4 separate regions of the Mus musculus genome follow, and all the other regions are linked to region 2. The links are chromatin contacts, called in public Hi-C and promoter capture Hi-C maps. All regions are on one chromosome and are shown on one strand. The core of a region is the stretch at or near the end of the contact, and the rest is flanking DNA. Distances in the headings are between cores, read along the strand shown.

Evidence for each region. Promoter capture Hi-C pulls out the DNA fragments that hold promoters and counts their contacts. A called contact is a pair of places that touch in the nucleus more often than the background predicts.
Region 1: a contact with region 2 is called in a promoter capture Hi-C map of pre-B cells, with 3 times the contacts expected there. The contact joins the promoter of Utp14b here to the promoter of Dock10 in region 2. A contact is called at or near these places in 3 of 39 promoter capture datasets (the C10 cell line, the HPC-7 cell line and pre-B cells).
Region 3: a Hi-C map of Th1 cells shows a contact between it and region 2, with 4 times the contacts expected there. The contact joins the promoter of Agfg1 here to the promoter of Dock10 in region 2. A contact is called at or near these places in 1 of 39 promoter capture datasets (pre-B cells), 3 of 484 Hi-C or Micro-C datasets (B cells, CD4 T cells and Th1 cells) and 2 of 115 datasets of contacts at active chromatin or transcription factors (pro-B cells and thymic regulatory T cells).
Region 4: a contact with region 2 is called in a promoter capture Hi-C map of pre-B cells. The contact joins the promoter of Farsb here to the promoter of Dock10 in region 2. A contact is called at or near these places in 2 of 39 promoter capture datasets (the HPC-7 cell line and pre-B cells), 1 of 484 Hi-C or Micro-C datasets (B cells) and 1 of 115 datasets of contacts at active chromatin or transcription factors (thymic regulatory T cells).

What each region holds. Positions count from the first base shown.
Region 1 is chr1:78,655,997-78,660,239 of GRCm38.p6, forward strand. It overlaps Utp14b (UTP14B small subunit processome component), which reads left to right and starts at 1,829. Exons shown (of 3, transcript NM_001001981.3): 1 at 1,829-2,107. Acsl3 (acyl-CoA synthetase long-chain family member 3) reads left to right here and starts at 1,829. Exons shown (of 15, transcript NM_001033606.2): 1 at 1,829-2,107.
Region 2 is chr1:80,757,272-80,761,538 of GRCm38.p6, forward strand. Dock10 (dedicator of cytokinesis 10) reads right to left here and starts at 1,282. Exons shown (of 56, transcript NM_175291.4): 1 at 1,055-1,282. The coding sequence starts at 1,177.
Region 3 is chr1:82,837,347-82,842,239 of GRCm38.p6, forward strand. Agfg1 (ArfGAP with FG repeats 1) reads left to right here and starts at 2,114. Exons shown (of 13, transcript NM_001368850.1): 1 at 2,114-2,543. The coding sequence starts at 2,377.
Region 4 is chr1:78,485,798-78,490,651 of GRCm38.p6, forward strand. Farsb (phenylalanyl-tRNA synthetase, beta subunit) reads right to left here and starts at 3,100. Exons shown (of 17, transcript NM_011811.4): 1 at 2,988-3,100. The coding sequence starts at 3,045.

The DNA.
Region 1 (4,243 bases), core at 579-3,078, 2.1 Mb before region 2:
GGTGAGGTTGGAAGATTGTCTGGAGTTTAAGGTTAGCCTGTGGGCTTAGTGTAAGCACGAGTTTCCAGGTGTAAACAAAGCCTAAAGAGGTGTATCACACCTGTAATCCTAGAATCACTGTGAATTCTAGGCCACCCTGATCTACATAGTAAAATCCAGGCCTGTCTGAGCTACATGAGATCTTGGCTCCCACTCTCCCACAAAGAACTAAACAACCATACAAAGAAGCCTAGTGAACAGAAGCACAATAATTTCTGTTTAACTAGTATTAAACAGCAGACAATATTCCAATTCAGTATTTGAATCTCAAGAGTATTTTCTGTTAAATGTAAATACATGCCCATAAAATATTGTTTAGCCTATAAAGAGATAACGAAGAAAGATGTCCCTGGAATTCTACACATGTGTTTTATGTTTGTTAACTGGGGAGGAAGGTTCACTATTAGTTTTGCTGTCTTGAAGTTGCTTAGTTTTTCTCAAGGTTTGCAGTTCTGAATGACCACTTCTGAGGTACACATCTTCATCCCTCTGTAGACTGGAAATTCTGCATTCCTTTTATTGGCAGGGTTTCCTTGGGAAATGTGAAATTCCTAGTAGGAGCAGGCTGCTTGAGTCAAACACTATCTGTTCTTTCAGGCAATTAGACTGGCTAGGGGCCCAAGGTGAGTGAGTGAGCTGGCTTTGTAGAGTGTATCATGGCTCCACCTAGCTCAAGTCCTGGCAGCCTCCTCGGAGTTTTTAAGATTGTCCTGGGAAGTGAGCCTCTTTCTGCCTTAGCTTGAGGCTAGCACAGCAACTCGACCTTTCACCTACTTAAAGAAAAGTTCACAGACCAACTAAATAATAGGTTAGGTTAAGAAAAAACAACTCTGCTACGAACAGTCTCTTTCTAATATTACACTCCAGTGGCTGATTTAGTCATTTGTGTTTTGCTGGGTGAATGTTTTGAGTGGGGGGAGGCAGTTGTAAAATAAATGCCTATATCCTGATGTAGTGTCCAAGAGGATCTATACAATGGCAAACTAAACAACACACACAGTCATAAAGATTCATAAAGCTTTTTTTTTTTTTTTTTTTCCGAGACAGGGTTTCTCTGTATATCCCTGGCTGTCCTGGAACTCACTTTGTAGACCAGGCTGGCCTCGAACTCAGAAATCCGCCTGCCTCTGCCTCCTGAGTGCTGGGATTAGAGGTGTGCGCCACCACGCCCGGCTGATAAAAGATTATTTTTGAGTAAAGTTTCATCCTTTGCAAACATGAAATGTGGGTATGCGAAGATTTACGAGTAAACGGGATACACGCTGCATTAAACGAAGCCCATGCAAGAGAAATAATACAGGGCATGCTTTGAGCTTTCCCCTTCACAAGCATTTTCAAACGTCATTTTTTTTTTTTTCTCTTTGCAAGATTTGCTAGAAATCCGTGTTCAAACTAGGATAACGAACCCAGTCCTGAGAAGAATGGGGAAAAAAAAAAACAAGCAGGTTATTTCTTCGTTTATATTGAGATTTATGCATCGCAGCAGTGAAGGCGGGTTTTGCAGTTCTCAGCGGGGGCACCCTGGACGCCTCAGGTCTTCCCGCCCTGCGCCCCCTGCCCAGCTCCCCTCTGCAGCTGCTGTAGCTGCGGGTCCGTCCCGCCGCTCCCCTCCCCAAGGGCTCAATCCCCGCCCTGCGAGGGCCCCAGTCGGGTCCAGCCGTCGGCGGCTCCGCAGAATGACCCATAGTAACCTCGCCCCGCCCCTGCCGCCAGCACCGCGCTCCCCAGGCCGGCATTTGATAGGCCGAGCCCCGCACGCGCCACCGCCCGCGGGCCAATGGGCGGCGGTCTCTTTGCATATGCAACGAGCGCCAGCCCGGGGTGCGCGTCCAGGACTGCGGCTCAACAGACGCTGCTCAGCCGGCGCCCGGGAAACGTCGCTGCGGTTGTGGCCGCGGTCGCGGGCTCGGACGAGGAGGCGGCGGCAGAGCGGGAGGCTGAGCCGGCAGCAGGCGGTCGTCCCCGTCTCGCAGGGCGGCCCCAGCAGCTGCGTCAGGGTCCTGAGGAGGTGGCGCTGGGCAGGAGCCGCTCTGAGGAGCAGCCAGGCCTGCGTGGGTCGGAGCCCGCGGTGAGTGCGCGCAGCGCCCGTTGTGAGGCGATGAGGGTCGCGGGATGGCGGCCAGGCCTCCCTCCTCCCACTCGGCGAGCGTGCATGCCGCTCGCCGGTGCCTGAGGGGACTCCTGGGCCGCGGGGTGCTGGGCCGTGGCGAGGGTCGGGGAAACGGGGGTTGGTGGAGGGTGAGTGGCGAGTAGGGCGTCCTCGCGGATTCGGGGAAACCGCCGGCGTGGAGCTGCGGGCGCGGGAGGAAGGATGCACCGCGGCCTCCTCCGCGGGCGCGGGCACGTGGGTGGGGTCGTCCCGCTCCACGCGGCCGCGCGGCGTCCGTGGGAGGTACCAGCGCCCAGAGGGTCCCTGAAAACTGCGGGTGTGGGACAGGAAATGCGGGTGCGGGCGGTGGGAATGGCGTGGGGAACCTCTGGTGTCTCCTCCTAAGTGCGTTTTAGTCTCGGACGAGTCAGTCATGAGATGCATACATAGGCAGCCCCGGGGGTCACTTGTGATCCCCGTGATGGGATTTCACAGATGAAGATCCAACTGTATGGTCCGTTCTGGTTCTAGAACAGGTATTCCGATCACTTGTACATAGAGCCCCTCAACTTAGAAAGGGCAGGACAGTTTTTGGGAATCCAGTGGAAACTAGAGAGGGGGGATTGATAACTGCCTAGAATGACAGAGCTGGCATTTACTGAGCTTTTTTTAAAGGCCACACACCAAGAACTTTGTGCATGGCTATGTTTACATTGTTAGTCCACCGGGACGGTCGCACATTCTCAGTTTTACAGCGAGAGAGCCTGCACTGTGGACACGTTAACTTAGCCCAGATCTGAGCTACTAGGAGAAGCTTGAGCCCCAGGAGGGCCTGTCTGAATCTAGAACAAATCTCTGATGGCTTTAGTAGCAACAGCCCTCTGTTGGTGTTTGAATGGTTTCCGTGGCTTTGGGTTTCTAGGTTCTTTTGGGTCTTAGGGGTTCTGCAGAGCTGTAGTTTGGTGTTTTTGTTTTTCCTGTTTGTTTTAGGCTGTTTTGTATGCGCACTTTGGCTCTGAGTGTTGTTGAAGGGTGCTGCTGAGTTGCCCCTAGAAGTGCATGCAAAGCTTATTACAGAGAGGGAAGTGTTGGGACTTGAGAGTGCGTTTTCTGGTGTCTCCCTGAGCACCCCTCACATGTAGAGTTGAAGGCTGATTGTATTTTCTAACTTAGGCTCTGATTCTTCTGTCATAAAGTGCCTTGACTCCAGTGTGGCCACAGGAGAGGGTCACCTGGTATCTTTGGAGTCCAGTTACTGGATTTGTAGGACATTTGGGCCGAGTGACTGGTACCCTGTGAGTCCCAAGATGTCCTCCTTGGAGAAAGCAAAGAAAGAAGGACACACTGAAGGACACTGTGTGTGGGAATAACACTAGCGCCTTCCTGATTCAGTTAATTGTTCACGGAGAGCCTTCTCATTGAGTCATGTCAGGCATCTTAGCAGGTGCTGGGAGATATAACAGGGATAGGTTGATCTGTCCCTGTGCCCTCAGGCTGGGATTAGACTACATGCCAAGGATTTTGTAGATAAATGGGTGATTGCAACCTATGTTACATGCAATAAAGGTGAAGTATTGGATGATTGAAGATTCTAACAAGCATTATGATTTACATGGAAATCCAGGGAGCTGCTTTTTAAGAACGGATTATGTGAGATTTTTTTCCTAGATGTCCAATTTGTGCTCTGAGGCTGAAATTAAATGTACATAGGACAAGCGCTTCAGAGCTTTTTGAGCAACTATAATAATATATTTTTTTATTTTAATATATTTCCCACCAGATTGTTATCTCAGTTCAAATTGTGGAGTATCTGAATGAGATAGGTAGGGAGTATTCCCAGGCCCGCCTTTAGAGTGCTTAAAGCTCAGAAGCAGCAATCTTTTATATGGATGTGGATTTGAAGGTGTGATTTAGACGTCCCCACCTCACAACACCCACCTCACCCCACTTACCCCTCAGTGATAGGCTTTTCTGATTTACAGTAAGCATCATAATTTTTTAAAGTATTCATTGTAGCTTATATTTTACTCAGTAACTTAACATAAAAATTTCAGCTCTAAGCTGGGTTTGGTGGCTCACCTTTTATCCCAGCACCTAGGAGGCAGAGGCAGGTAG
Region 2 (4,267 bases), core at 32-2,531:
CCCTCCTCTTCGGTGACTGGCAAAGGCAACACTTTGACACTCTTAAATAGGGTTGTTTAATTCCTAATGGTATTTACTGGCAAAAAAAAGGAAAATGAAACCCACAACGAGGATTCTGGTCCAACAAAGTCAGGCCAAGAGCTCCGTGGCTGAGCCCCACTCTTGCTGGAAGGCTACTCCCTACGGGCTACCCATTTCTACCACAGTTGATGTGCGCTCCCTGCTTGCTGCTTTCATCCCTTAGTGTGACACCTACTGGAATTTATGAATATCTCGTGATGCACGGGTATGATTTGGGCACCTGATGCTGGCTTTTGCCTCAGGGACTTCCCGCGGAAATCACCCAATACTTAGAAGGCATTTCGACAAGGAAGTAACCAGGGGAAACCTTCTGGAAGGAGATTCCCGTGAAATCGCTTCAAAACACACCAGAAGCCACTGGCTACTTAATAACCCACGTCCCCTTCATCCCAGTTTCCCCCAGCTCTTTCTGCAACAGTATAAAGTGGCTGGTTGGGTTCCAGCCTGTGGGGGGAGGGAGATCTGTGCAAATTGCAGATTTTCCTCACTAGATAGAAGGTGGGGGTTTCAGCTTTGGTCTGGCTGAAGAGCTAGCTCACTACATCTTTTCTAGGTTCCACGGGGAGGAGAGGGGCGCGCAGACTTGTGGATCTACAGGTTCCATCCATTTAGCTCCCCCCACCCCTTTATCCCGCCCCCACCCGCCGCCCCAGGTCCCTGTCACCCTGTCACCTTGAGCCAGACTGGATGCATTCCCGCCTCCTCCACCCCCCTTAAAACGTAGGCACACGCTCTCCCACGCAGCTGCTCATCTAAGCGTCCCGCGTTCCTAAAGTCCCCCAATGCGCCTCTGGTCCTTAATTCTTTGGTGACACTGCTTGGAGGAGGTGACTCCGGGGTCGCTCTGTGGGGGAGCGAATTCGGGGTGGAGGACAAGCTAGCTCCCGTGCAGGGGCTCACAGGGCTGGCGACAAGGCCTGTCTGGGGTCCCTGGGCAAGCCCCGCCGTGGCGCGAGGGACGCAGGGCACTCACCCGCTGCTGCTGACGGCTGCTGACGGCCACCGCGGCGGCAGACGCGGCGCTGTGCCGGAGCTCGGCCGCCTGTCCCGGTCTCAGCAGGCTCCGGGTGAACCTGCGGGTCCGCTCCCCGGCCATCGCGGGCCGTGCCGCTCGCGCCTCGGCCCCGGAGCGAGTGTGTCCCGCCGGTCCCCTGGCCGCGCCAGCCTGTTCTACCCACCCGCCGTTCAGGAAGCGGAACTCAGAGCCTTTCCCCCCCTCTTCCCCGCTCAACTCACAAGAGGCGGGTTTTTCTCGCGCGCACCCCCACTCTGCCCACCCCCTTCGCTCCCGCTCAAGCTCCGCGGCGACTTTGCAAACTCTGCGCCTCTCGGGCGGCGCGGCCAACTCTGCCTGGCTAGGGCGCATCTGCAGCGGGACGCGCGTGGGGGTGGCTCCACCCGCGCCGCCCACCCGCGACTCGGTACTGATGCCGGGCTGCCTCTGCTGGGACCTGCTTACCGCCCTATTCTCAATCCGATGCTCATAGAGGGTTGGGGATTTGGCGTTTTTTTGAGGATCAGACCTACATTCTGAGGTTAGGAAGTGGAGAAGGGTTGATCTTAGGTATCCTGTGCACCCTTGGAGGTGGGTCAGAGGTTTTATTAAGTAAGGATCCCTCTGGTGGCTGGGCCCCTTACTTTGAAGTCTCTAGGGGACCCAGATTCCTTACTTGGTCTTGGGATAGTCGGTGTGAATTCACACCTTCCGCCAATTTTTCCTCAACTGCGTCCCTACTCTATACCAGCTACACTGCTCTTGTAAATAAGACCATATAGGATGGTTTACCAAATGCCTCCTTAACTTTGCATACTAATTTGAATTAAAATCTAGTGTCTATCTGGGTAATGTAAGGGATTTCAGGGTGGAAATTAGGATGAATAAGAACTGCTGTTGGGTTACAGGGTAGGGTGAGTAGGACAGGGTGGGTGGTTCTTAGTCTATTTTTCTGCTTTCTTATCAAATCCCCCCCCACCCTTGCCTCGAGCTATCTGATTAAAGTATTCTAAAATTCTTATCTGGAGTCACATGCAGGGTGGTTCTCTGCCCAGTGTGGGTGGGTGAAAGACCAAGGCTCCTGGGAGAGCTGTGTGGACATTCTGGATTTCTTAAGGGCCTTTTTGTGGATCTGTGGCCTCTGGATTTTCTAAAGTTAAAAACATTTTTTTTAGCTTGTGGTGTGCCTGGTGTTTCTCACATAGTAGGCTAACAGGCTCTCTTTGAGGAAAATCTGGGTTACACACAGTGTGACTCTGTCTTAACTTTTTGACAAACTGTAACCATTTCCCCCCCTGTTTTAGAATACTGTCTGGTGTATAGTATAACTGAATAACTCATGATTATGCACGACTCTCAAAGGCTCAGGAAGTCTGAGGCAGTCAAAGACTTGAGTGCTGAGGCAGGAGGATGGCAAGAAAAGAAAAATGGTCTAGAAGCAAAGACTGTAGTAACAGAACATGAGTCATAGTGTGTCTTGGGTACAACAGTTCAGGTTTGAATTTATTTTGCTGTGTTGAAATACTCTGGCTAAAATCAACTTGAGGAAGAGAGGATGCATTGTGCTTAGATCTGGGTGCTTTCAGTTCCGTTCATCTTATCTTACTCAGTCAAGGTCCTGATGCTCAGGGGTAGTGATGCCCACAGTGGGCTGAGCCTTCCTATATCAATCATCAATCAAGACAATCTCTCACAGATATGGCCACAGGCCAACTTGATAGTGGCGGTTCTCCAACCGAGGGTCATTCCTCCTTCCCAGGAGACTCTCGGTTGTGTCAAGTTGAACATGAGCAGAGCAATACACTGAATAGCACATGCAACCATGTCTTCAACTGCATCATGTATCAGGAAATCACTTTTAGTTTTATTCTTGACACCAGTTTTACCCTCTCCAGCTCTGGGAGGTCACTACCATCCGCTGGTATGGAAGGATTTGTGAACGAGTGTGTGTGTGTTTCCTCTATCCATGTCCCAATAATGTTGTGAATCAACTGAGAAGGAGGACGTAGAACTTGTATTAGAGTGCATCTTGGGTACAGCAACAGTTGAGGTTTGAACTTATTTTGCTGTGTTGAAACACTCTGGCCAAAATCAACCTGAAGGGGAAAGGACTTACTTGGCTTACACTTCTAGGTCACAGTCACCCATGGAATTGCAGATACCTGGGAGTAGAAGTCAGGATCCTGCTTACCACCGTCTGTCTCCTCTTCCTAGCAAATTTCCAGTCATGTTTTACAAGTTAGTGACTCTGTTTGAAACGGAGCCTTTTGGAAGCAGAAACTTCAGTGAGCTCTGTACTGCTTGTCAGAGTCAGAGCCCTTTCACAGTGGGTACACTGTGAGTTGCTACTGAGTGGCATATAAACATATACATATACACATACAAATACATATACATGTACACGTACACATACACATATACGTGTGTGTGTGTGTGTGTGTGTGTGTGTGTGTGTCCCTGGTACCCTTGGGAGCCAGTAGAAGGTATCATATACACTGGAACTGGAGTTACAGATATTTATGGGTAATGAAAAACAAACCCTTGTCCTTTGAAAGAGGACTCAGTGCTCTTAATAAATGAACTGTCTTCCAGTCTCACCTTTTTATGTTTTTTTTTATGTTAAGAGATATCATTATAGGAACACAATCAGTATGGTTCTGTATCTCTAAAATAAGAGAATTTTTAAAGATGTTGAATATTGTATGTGATGGTCTTACTGTCAGCTTGATGGGATTTGGAATCACCATGGAAACAAGTCTCTAGGCAGGTCTGTGAGAAATTATCTAGATGAGGTTACTTGATGTGAAGAGACCAACCTGAGTGTGGGCAGTACTACTTGCCCCATGCCACGGGGGGTGGGGTGGGGGGGAGGTCTCAAACTGAGTGTAAAAGACAAAACAAGCTGAGGACAGCATTCATCTCTCTCTCCTTCTTGACTATAGATGCAATGTGCCTAGCTTCCTCAAGCTCTGCCATGACTTCCCTGCTCTGAGGAAGGATACCCTTAAAATGTTAGCCAAGTAAACTGTTTTTTCAGCTAATTTGGTCCAGATATGTTGTCACAGCAACCGGATAAGTGATATATTGTTGAATAGTGACCAAAATGTGTGTGTTGTAGAGTTAAGTTAGCATCCCCTAGCTTTGCTGGGCACAAATGACTGCATAGGTTGTAATCACATACTTTCAGGTCAT
Region 3 (4,893 bases), core at 864-3,363, 2.1 Mb after region 2:
GTCTATTTTAATGGAAATATTTCAGCTAAAATAATAAAGAATTGGATATGACAGAACCAGAATATCACTGTCAATGACTGCTAACATCACGACAACACCCCTGTGATGTGCCTCCCAATGGAAAAACATGCTATTGCCCAAACTGAACCAGATACAAATAAACTAGACTTAACCTCGTATTTGTAGACGATGGAGAGGACGGGGATATGCTAAATGTCACAATGAGAGGAGAGAGTGTGAGCAGAGAGAGACGGCAGGAGACATACCACCTGGTTCCCCCGCTCTAGAGGCTGAGAGATTCTAGGGTCTGAGAGAATGGAGCTGATACATGAAGTAGGCTAAAGTCTCACACAGAGCCAACTTTATTTGGAGCATCTGACAATTTATACTCTGAGGGTTAAGAGGAGTCACGTGACTTAAGCGTACAGTCACAGGGCAAGCAGCACTTGGAGGGCAAGCTGGAGAGGTGAGAACACACGTTTCCACGGAGGCACAGGAACAGATAACAATGAGCCATGTGAAGTAAACTCAGTTCTATCTGCTACACCTGGAAGGAGAATGGAAAATGTATCCCCAAGGACAAGTTACTTGGAGTTTTCTCACAAGCACTCAGAAATCTCTTCATGGGACCCCATTCTTGGACTGTCAATACCTGACTACAGTTGTACACTAACCGGTCAAGGGAAAGTAGTAATTAAAAAAAAATAATGATCTGAGCACTAACTTCAACAGCGGCAGGACATTTGATGACTGTCAAAGAATTAGTCCTAACTTTCTCTGTATGCTAGCTGTACTGTAGTTACATGAGAGGGAGGGGAGGAAAGAAAAGGAGAGATGAGAGAGAGAGAGAGAGAGAGAGAGAGAGAGAGAGAGAGAGAGAGAGAGGGAGGGGGAGGGAGGGGGGAAGGAAAAGGGGGAGAGGAAGAGGGAGTTTTTACTTTTCTTGGGCTAGGGATAAAACCAGGGCCTGCCTATACATAGTAACCACTCTGCCTTTGAGCTACAGTCTCAGTCCTGAAATATATATATATATATATTAGTAATAAGTGGGTTTATTTTAAGATAAATATGATATTGGGCAAGGGGATCAATAAAGCAAGAAGAGACATGAGCTGATAGTTGTTGAAGATGAACTCTGGATCCTAGGGATAGTTAAATTTCTCATGTAGGAAACAGTTCAGAAACACTAGCCATCCTATCTGCCCCCCTTTAATAATAATGCCATTTACTATTATAATAATGTTAAGTTAACCCGATGGTTCCCCGGGGCTGACTCAGCATTTTCAGCTAGGAAACTTGAATTCTCCTCTTGTGAAAACTACTCCATTTGCAGTGGGGGCTGGGACAGTATTCGGTAACTCAGTTTTTGAGCCTCCCCACACTCCTTTGAGAAATGAAGGTACAGATGGTTTCTCATACCTTACCGCAGGAGTTCTCTACCTTCCTAATGCTGCTGCGACCCTTTAATACAGTTCCTCACGTTGTGGTGACCCCCCACCACAAAATTATTTCCATTGGTACTCCATACCTGTAATTTTGCTACTGTTATGAATAGTAATGTAAATTGTGTTCCCCGATGGTCTTAGGTGACCCCTCTGAGAGGGTTGTTCAACACCCCCACCCCCACCCGAACCAGTGTCTTAGGGGCTAGCAGTGATTTCCTGCAGCCTCAAAAGGTGGGTGTTGCAGTTGGACTATGTTGGAACTCTGGCTTCGGCAGGTAAATACCGTCGTAAATTTATCCCAGTGCACCATACAAATTTAAGTCTAGAGTAGCGGAGTGAATGGGGATGACTTGGAAGAAGGCGACTAGGCTAGATTCTGTAAGGGAAGAATTTGGAGTGTCTCCTAAAGCAGCGGGAAGCTGCCGGGAACATTTCTGCCTGGAGGAAGATAGCCTGCTTACACGAAGCTCTTTGCACGTACAGGCACCCAGCGGATAAGGGCTGTAATTTATTGACACCATTGTGTCTTCTCTACCCCGCCCAGCTCCGACCCTTGCCGCAGCGTGGCCGCAGTGACTCCTCCCGGCCAGCAGAGGGCGCCAGCCTGCACTTGGCCCCCGGCTGCCCGAGGCCGGTCTCCTCTTGCCGCTCCCCCCGCCCCCCACCTCGTCTTTCCCCCTTAGGAGAAGTCGGGAAGGTGGCAGCGGCGGCGGTGGCGGTTGTCCCGCCCGGCCGGTTGGTGTGACCGGTCGGCGCGTGCTGCGCAGCTTCCTCGCCTTGTCCTGCCCGGCGGAGCCGAGCGGAGGCCGAGACCGGAGTCCGCGAGGGCGGAGGCGGCGGCGGCCAGGGCGGCCCGTGGGAAGGGAGCGCGGGGCCCCGGCAGCGCCGCCGGCTCCCGGCCCTGCCGGCCTCCTCGGTCGGAGCCGCGGCCATGGCGGCCAGCGCGAAGCGGAAGCAGGAGGAGAAGCACCTGAAGATGCTGCGGGACATGACGGGGCTGCCGCACAACCGCAAGTGTTTCGACTGCGACCAGCGCGGCCCCACCTACGTGAACATGACGGTCGGCTCGTTCGTGTGCACCTCCTGCTCCGGCAGCCTGTGAGTGCGGACGGGGGTCGTGGGTACCGGGCCGTGGCGGCGGGGCCCGTTGGGGATGCGGCCAGCCTAGGCCTTGGGGGCCGGAGATGCTCTTGCTCTTTGGCCGGGCGAGGGTCCAGCCTTGGGGTGGCCGGCGTGGGTGGGGCGTGGGTGGGGTCGGGGTCAGCCAGCGGCCGGCCCGGCGGAGCATCCCGGCTTCCCGCCGCTCAGCGGGCGTGGCCGCGCCTCGGGGGGCGCAGGCGGGGAGCATCCCCGGGAGGGCGGTGCGGGGCCTTTGTGCGACCCGCAGCTCCGTGGTTGGGGGGCCCGGCCTCTGCTCGGTGCCGCGGAGCTGGTGGGGAGGGTGAGAGCAGGGACGCAGAAAGCTGGGGATCTTCCTCCGGTCCACAGCACTCAGGTAGCTGGGGCGTGTTGGGGGCGGGCGGGGGGCGTTAATAGGTCTTGATGGCTGAGGTGTGAATCCCAGGAGAAAAGTTCTCCCTAGAGGATTAATTACGTGAGGCGGGGAGGCAGCAAAAGCACGAGGGTTGTGGCTGCATGGCTCCAAGTGTCCTCAGTTGGGGAAAGTTTTACTGGAAAAGGGTAATCAGGAGTTGTGCGCTTCAAAATAAGGATGGAGCTCGATGAGATTTCTGTATCAGAACCCAAGTGTCCTATCTGTCTGGAGAAATGGGGACTGGGAAGACAATATTGAGAAAGGAGATGGAGGTGACCGCCTGAAATTACTCAGATGGCATGTCTAGGCCTCTCTGTTTAAGCTGTGTTGTGATGGGAATTTTTGTTCTTGTGAAATTTCACTTGGAAAGGTTGCAGGTGACTCTGGAACTGATTAGATGCAATTATTTTCTGGTTATCTTGAATTCAATGCATTTTTAATGATCTGGTAGTTAATATTCCTTGGGTCTTAAAAAATATTACCGTGCATGTCGCAGTGTGGGGACACGTGTGCATGTTTTGTATACCTGGGTTCACTTTTACAGGCTGAACCTTTTCCTGGGCCCTCCCAAAATTTTTTATTATATTAATAGCAATGTACATAACACGTAGGAAATTTTGTAAAAAGTTGAAGGATGTTGACATGGCCAATAATTCACTATTCCCCCAGACACCCTTCCATTTTGAATTTGGGCAAGGAGGCATCTTTGGTTCTTCATGAGTATAACATTATTTTGGGTGGTTCCTATTCAGTTTTTGGATGAGCTTTAGTTAGGGTGTGGTGATAAATAAATGCCTTGTCTCAGCATTTACATTCTAATGGAGACAGTGGATATACGTAAGAAAGACCAGTGTCTGGGTTCTGTGTTCAGCTTTGGAGTAGTTCGGTAAGAGGGTCCTAGAGGTTACTTTCAGGGTTATAGTTAGGAAACACTCTGAATTTTCCACAGCTGCATGTGTGGTTAATGGCTTTCATTTATAAATGAAAATTAGGATGTTAAAGTCACTTATGTTAGGCAACTTTGGTGAAGCTAATAGTTCAATTTATTTAAAGTGTACTTTATTTACTCTTAAAAAAAGATTTATTTATTTATATGTATATGAGTACACTGTCACTGTCTTCAGACACACCAGAAGAGGGCATCAGATCTCATTACAGATGGTTGTGAGCCACCATGTGATTGCTGGGAATTGAACTCAGAATCTCTGGAAGAGCAGCCAGTGACTGCTGAGCTAGCTCCAGCCCTTTAAAAAAATTATTTTCATTTTTAATGTGCATTGTTTTGCCTGCATGTATATCTGCGTGAGGGTGTCAGATCCCCAGGAACTGGAGTTACAGACAGTTGCAAGCTGCCATGTGGGTCATCGGAATTGAACTCAAGACCTCTACAAGAGCAGCCAGTGCTCTTGACCACTGAGCCATCTCTCCAGCCTCGTATACTTTACTTTTAATATGTGCTTAAGAAGTATGTCCTGCTTTTGCAAAGCATGAGGTCCTTCGATGCATTTGAGTCTTTGGATTGGTAAATGTATATGTGTATACACACATACATATGTATAATTTATTGCTTTAGAATTGACATGATTTAGAGGTCTTTATAAGTACATAAAGTGCTTCCCTTGCAGCAAGTATGTAAAAAAATGTTTTCAATGTTTTAGAAACATTAGACATATAGGATCTGTCAGTGTGATTTTGTTTGTTTTACCACAGGGTCTCTCTATGTAGCCTTGGCTGTCCTGGAACTCCCTCTGTAGACCAGGCTGACCCTGAACTCAAAGAGCTCTGCCTGCCTCTGCCATCTGAGTGCTGGAATTAAAGGTGTGTACCACCATCCCTGCCTCAGACCCATAGTTATTACCCTACACAACTCCAAATGGATCAAGGACCTGAACATGAGGCCAGACACACACCACC
Region 4 (4,854 bases), core at 1,850-4,349, 2.3 Mb before region 2:
TAAGATGACACTTCTAGGACAAGTATATTTTGCATGTGGATGAACAAGAACCATTTGGTGACTGTGTGGAGAGACTGATTCCAATGATACCTGTCTATCTAGTTCCCTTATGCAAGCTCAGGATTGGTCTCTGTCACCAACAGAATATGGAAAAGGATGGAATAGCATGTCTGAGCAATTATCAAACACAGAGGATAGTACTTAAGCGCTCCCGTTTACCTGCTCTCTCAAGAGTTCTCCTTCTGGGACAAATTAACAAAAGCCAAGGTAGAAGGAACTGGAAAACATCAGTGGGTAAACAAAACCGCTTAATGAAACCGCTTAAGGAAACTTAGCAGAGGAGAGATGGCTCAGCAATTGAGAACACTTGTTACTACTGCAGAGTACCCAGGTTTGATTCCCAGAACCCACGTGGTGGCTTACAGTCATCTGTAACTCAAGTTCCAGGCCATCTGATGCCCTCTTCTGGCCTCCACAGGCACCAGACACGCATCTGATGCAAAGCAAAACACTAATACATATAAATTGGTTTAAGTCTAAATAATAATAAAGATGGTGATGACTTAAGAAACAACTTAGAAGCAGATTCTCCAGCCCCAATGAGCTCTTGACCCCACTTCAGATCTGCAACTTGGAGTAAAATACAGGACCACCAAATATCAAATCTTAACCATCAGAAACTAAGTAGCAAACACTCACTTTGTAATATGCAAAAATCTTGTCAGCCAAATGGCAATAAATCAAATTGTATGCATTACTAGAATATATTGAATCTTATTCCTTATTCCTTTAAGCTATATTTTTAAAACTTAAATGAAAGAAAGAAGCAAAAGTAAAACCATGAATAAGTCCCTACAATAAAATGGTAAACCTAAAAACCTGTGTGGCACACAGGTGGCTCTGACAGTACTTACTGTACCAAGCTAGAACAGGGCCCAGGCTGAAGAGCAATCAGAAACCAGTTCACAAGAAAATGAATATCAAAGAACAAACAAAAAGTAAGTAACAAGAACACAACTGAACAGAAAGGCAATCGCAAGGAGGATTAGGAAGACAGAGCTGCGCCAAGGGCAACAGGGGAAAGGAAATGCCCTGGGCAACAAAAACTGCCAAGAGAAATGGAAGGTGACGGCAGCTGGAAATGACAGTGGGGTTCAGATGGGCAGCAGCCCTAGAGGGCTCAATAAGGTGACATGTAAGAGCACAAAAAAAGAGAAAGAGGCAAACAAAAATGGAAAAAAACAAAAAAAAAAACAAAAAACAAATGACACCCACACTTCATTTGGAAACTACCTGTTCTGGTGAATAGCCTTTTCCAACTCCAACCACCACTGAGCTGACATTTAAAAAGATTTCAAGAAAGAAGGCAAGAGAAACAATGAAGATTAGTACTAACCCATCTGGTGTATACCTTAAATACCATCAATAGGTATGAAAGAATTTCAAAAGAGCCTACAGTTCACAGTCGGTGTGGGGAAACCAAGCTTGTTGGATCACTCACCATTTTAAAGTGGAAGGAAAAGGAAACAGCCAGGGAATGTATTAAAACATTATCTGATGATTGCGAGCAGGTCATAAGCCTCATTGTCTTTTAAAATTTGGACAATCTGGTACTTTTCCATAGATAAGGGTCTGACTAGGAACTGATTCCAAGTTGTTCATCTTGCCACACACCATCATATGAACTTCAGAGACAGTGACCACCAGGAGAGAGAATATGATTTAGAGTAACAGGGCAAGTGAGGTATATTAATAAGCTTACTATATAAGGGAAACTGGTTAGGAAATTAAAACCACATTCCAAAAGCAAAGCGATTTCCTGTTTCTAAGGCCTTGGTCACAACTATAATTGTATCACTTGGGAGACTGAGTCAGGAGGATTGCCACAAGTTTAGAGTCAGCCTGGACTTCAGAATAAGGTTCTGTCTCCAAAAGAACAACGACAAAATCCGACAAACACAGGGGGTGAGTAATATCTAAAGTCCATCCTTAGGAAAAAAAAATCTTAAAAGTTTACTTGTACGACATCAGTACTGTGGTGTTATGAACCTGCTCCATTTTGTCCTCTAATTTTGGCCTCTAATACTCAAAAACAAGGAGGCTCTCATAAAACACTCGCTCTGACCTTTATAGAAGCTGATAACTACAGGGTGAGGCTGATACCATTTCAACTTACTACATCTGTGTTGGAAATGATAATTTGACTAATATTTACCTCCCTTCCCCCCCCCCCCACAATGGTTTAGTTTTAGAACTGAGAAAGAGGGAAGTGTGTCATGAATGCTAAGCCCATAGAAGTGATTCCATTTAGGGGTCAAATCAATGTTAACTATCAAATGCTACCCCTGCACAAAACCTGGTTTCCTTTCCCAGAAACATTTAGCATGTCCAATAAACCGTTTTACTAACATCATGGTTTGTTATTTTTCTCATGTATGTGTCATGTGCACAGCTCTACTCCCAAACACTGCCTGACACACTTCTGGAGCCTGGTCAACACTAAAATAAAGCCAATGCCGGGCTTGGTGGCACACGCTTGTTATCCCAGCACTCAGAAACTGAGGCAAGAAGACCGACAGTTCGAAAACAGCCTGGGCTACATAGTGAGACCCGCATCTTTCTTAAACGTCTCCCCTTCGCTGTCAATCTGGTTCCACAGCCTACAGTTGTGATGGAACCCAGGGTACGTTTCCTCGTCTGTGTCCCGACACCAAAGTCCGTGCTGGGCACGGAGTTGGAGCTCGGTCTCTAAATGAATGACACGGAGAGCCCGACACGCGCTGATGATGCAACGGAGCCACCGCGGAGCTGGTTCCGAGAAGCTACTTCAGCGCAGCCGAGTCTCCTCGCCCAGCAGCGCGCCCCTGAGGACTCTGGCCGTGCCGGGCCAAACCCCACGTAGCGGCATGAACGCCGCCAGCACGTTCTTCTGCAGGGCGAGCAGACTTCCCCAGGCACCGAGCCCAAGCCACGGGGCGGGCACTCACTGTAGGTCCGGCCCAGGGCTTGGAAGAGCAGGTCTCGCTTTACGCTGACAGTCGGCATGGCGAGTCGTGGACACTGCGCCTGCGCCACATGCGGGGCCTCAGCGACCCTAGAGTGAAGGACCCGACGCTCCGCTCTTGGGCTGTCTCACGTGATGCCTGTCTAAATTCAACCATTTGCACATCCGTTTTCCAGCCGAATATAGGAAAACACCTCTCTCTGGATTATTTAACATAGTTCTGTTGTGACGATAACCAAAAAGTTTGGAAAATAGGTGTAATCGGGTGGAATTATCTCTATTTTGACAGGCAAGAGTGAGAACAGACCTCAGAGGCCTGGATGCTTCCCAAAGCCCTAGGGAAGATGCCAAGTTGGGTAGGCGGAGCGCTAGATTGGTGGGAAGGACTTCCAGGTAGAGAAGTCCGCCCAGAGGTATTTGAAAAGCAAGGTAAACGGATGCAAGACTTCCTGCAAAGAAGAATATGCAAATACTAATGGCAAGGTCTGTTAACAGGCCACATTTTTTTACTTTTTTGAGACAGGTTTCTCTGTCGCCTTGACTGTCCTGGAACTCGCACTATAGACTAGGCTGGCTTTGAACTCCGAGAACTTTTGAGATCCGTACCTCCCTAGTGCTGGGATTAAAGGCATGCGCCACCACTGCCGGGCTTTTACTTAATCCTTTAACCCTCTTGAAACTACAGATTTTATACCCGAGCCTTGTTCGAACGCAGCAGCAGCCCTGTGGGTAGGCGTTGTTAGAGACCGCAGGACTTTTCTGTCAGATGCTGTACTCAGCCTAAAAAGTGCACGAGCAGATTTGCTCCTTAGAATAACTCTGAGGGACAGTACGTCAAATCATGGGCCACTGAGATGTCAGGACTTAATCCCGTGTAGCCTGCAAATGCTACTTTATGTGGTATCAGAGCCTATGTGGAATAAGCTAAGGGTTTTGAGATGGAACTTAGCCTAGGTTATTAGGATGGGCCCTAAATGCAATTGACTGTAGACTCAATAAGCGGAAGGCAGTGATTCCAGTAAGGTCACTAAAAAAAATAAAGTCAGTAGTCTTCGAAACTGGAAGAGATAAGGAGGGAAATCTCTCCTAGCCTATTCAGCAGCCCCCAAAACACTTGGATTTGGGCCAGTGAAATTGCTTTTGGGTTTCTTGCCTCCAGAACTTGAATATAACAAAGTTCTGTTTCATCTCATTCATTATTCTTTATGATTTGAGATAAAGGCTCAACTCTATAGCTGAAGCAGTCCTGGAACTCATCCTGTAGCTCTGGATGGCCAGAAATTTTCAGAGTTTTAAGGTGTCCTGAAAGACAAGAATATAAGTTACCTCACCAGACTCAAGTTTCTGTTTGAAATCAAAAGTTTGTAGTACTTCCTTTCAGCAGCCATGAAAAAACAAATACATCAAAGCAGGAAGATAAAACAGCCATGGACTGTGGGACTCACCTAACCTGTAAGGCATAGCAGAAACATTGCTTCCTCAAGAGAAAATAAAGCAAGGACCAACACTGAGGAAGTGAGAACCCTTCACTTGAGGAAGCAGAACTGAGGCTAGACTTAGGCCATCATAACTCTTAATAAGTTTTCCACTGCACTAATTTCCACTTATGGCAAGTCCCACGTGTAGCTTTCTGACCCTAAATTCCAGTAAGTGGGCACTTACTGAGTTCACCAACTCAAATGCTCATCTCTCAGAAACATACAACTAACAGTATTTGGCTACTTATTAAGGGATCTATTAACTCAGGCATTTGACCATAACATTAACTCTCATACTTCATAAGAGGATTTAAAATGCCGCTTTGTTTCCCCTGATATGTCACTATAGGCGTGTTTTAAGAAATTATAGAT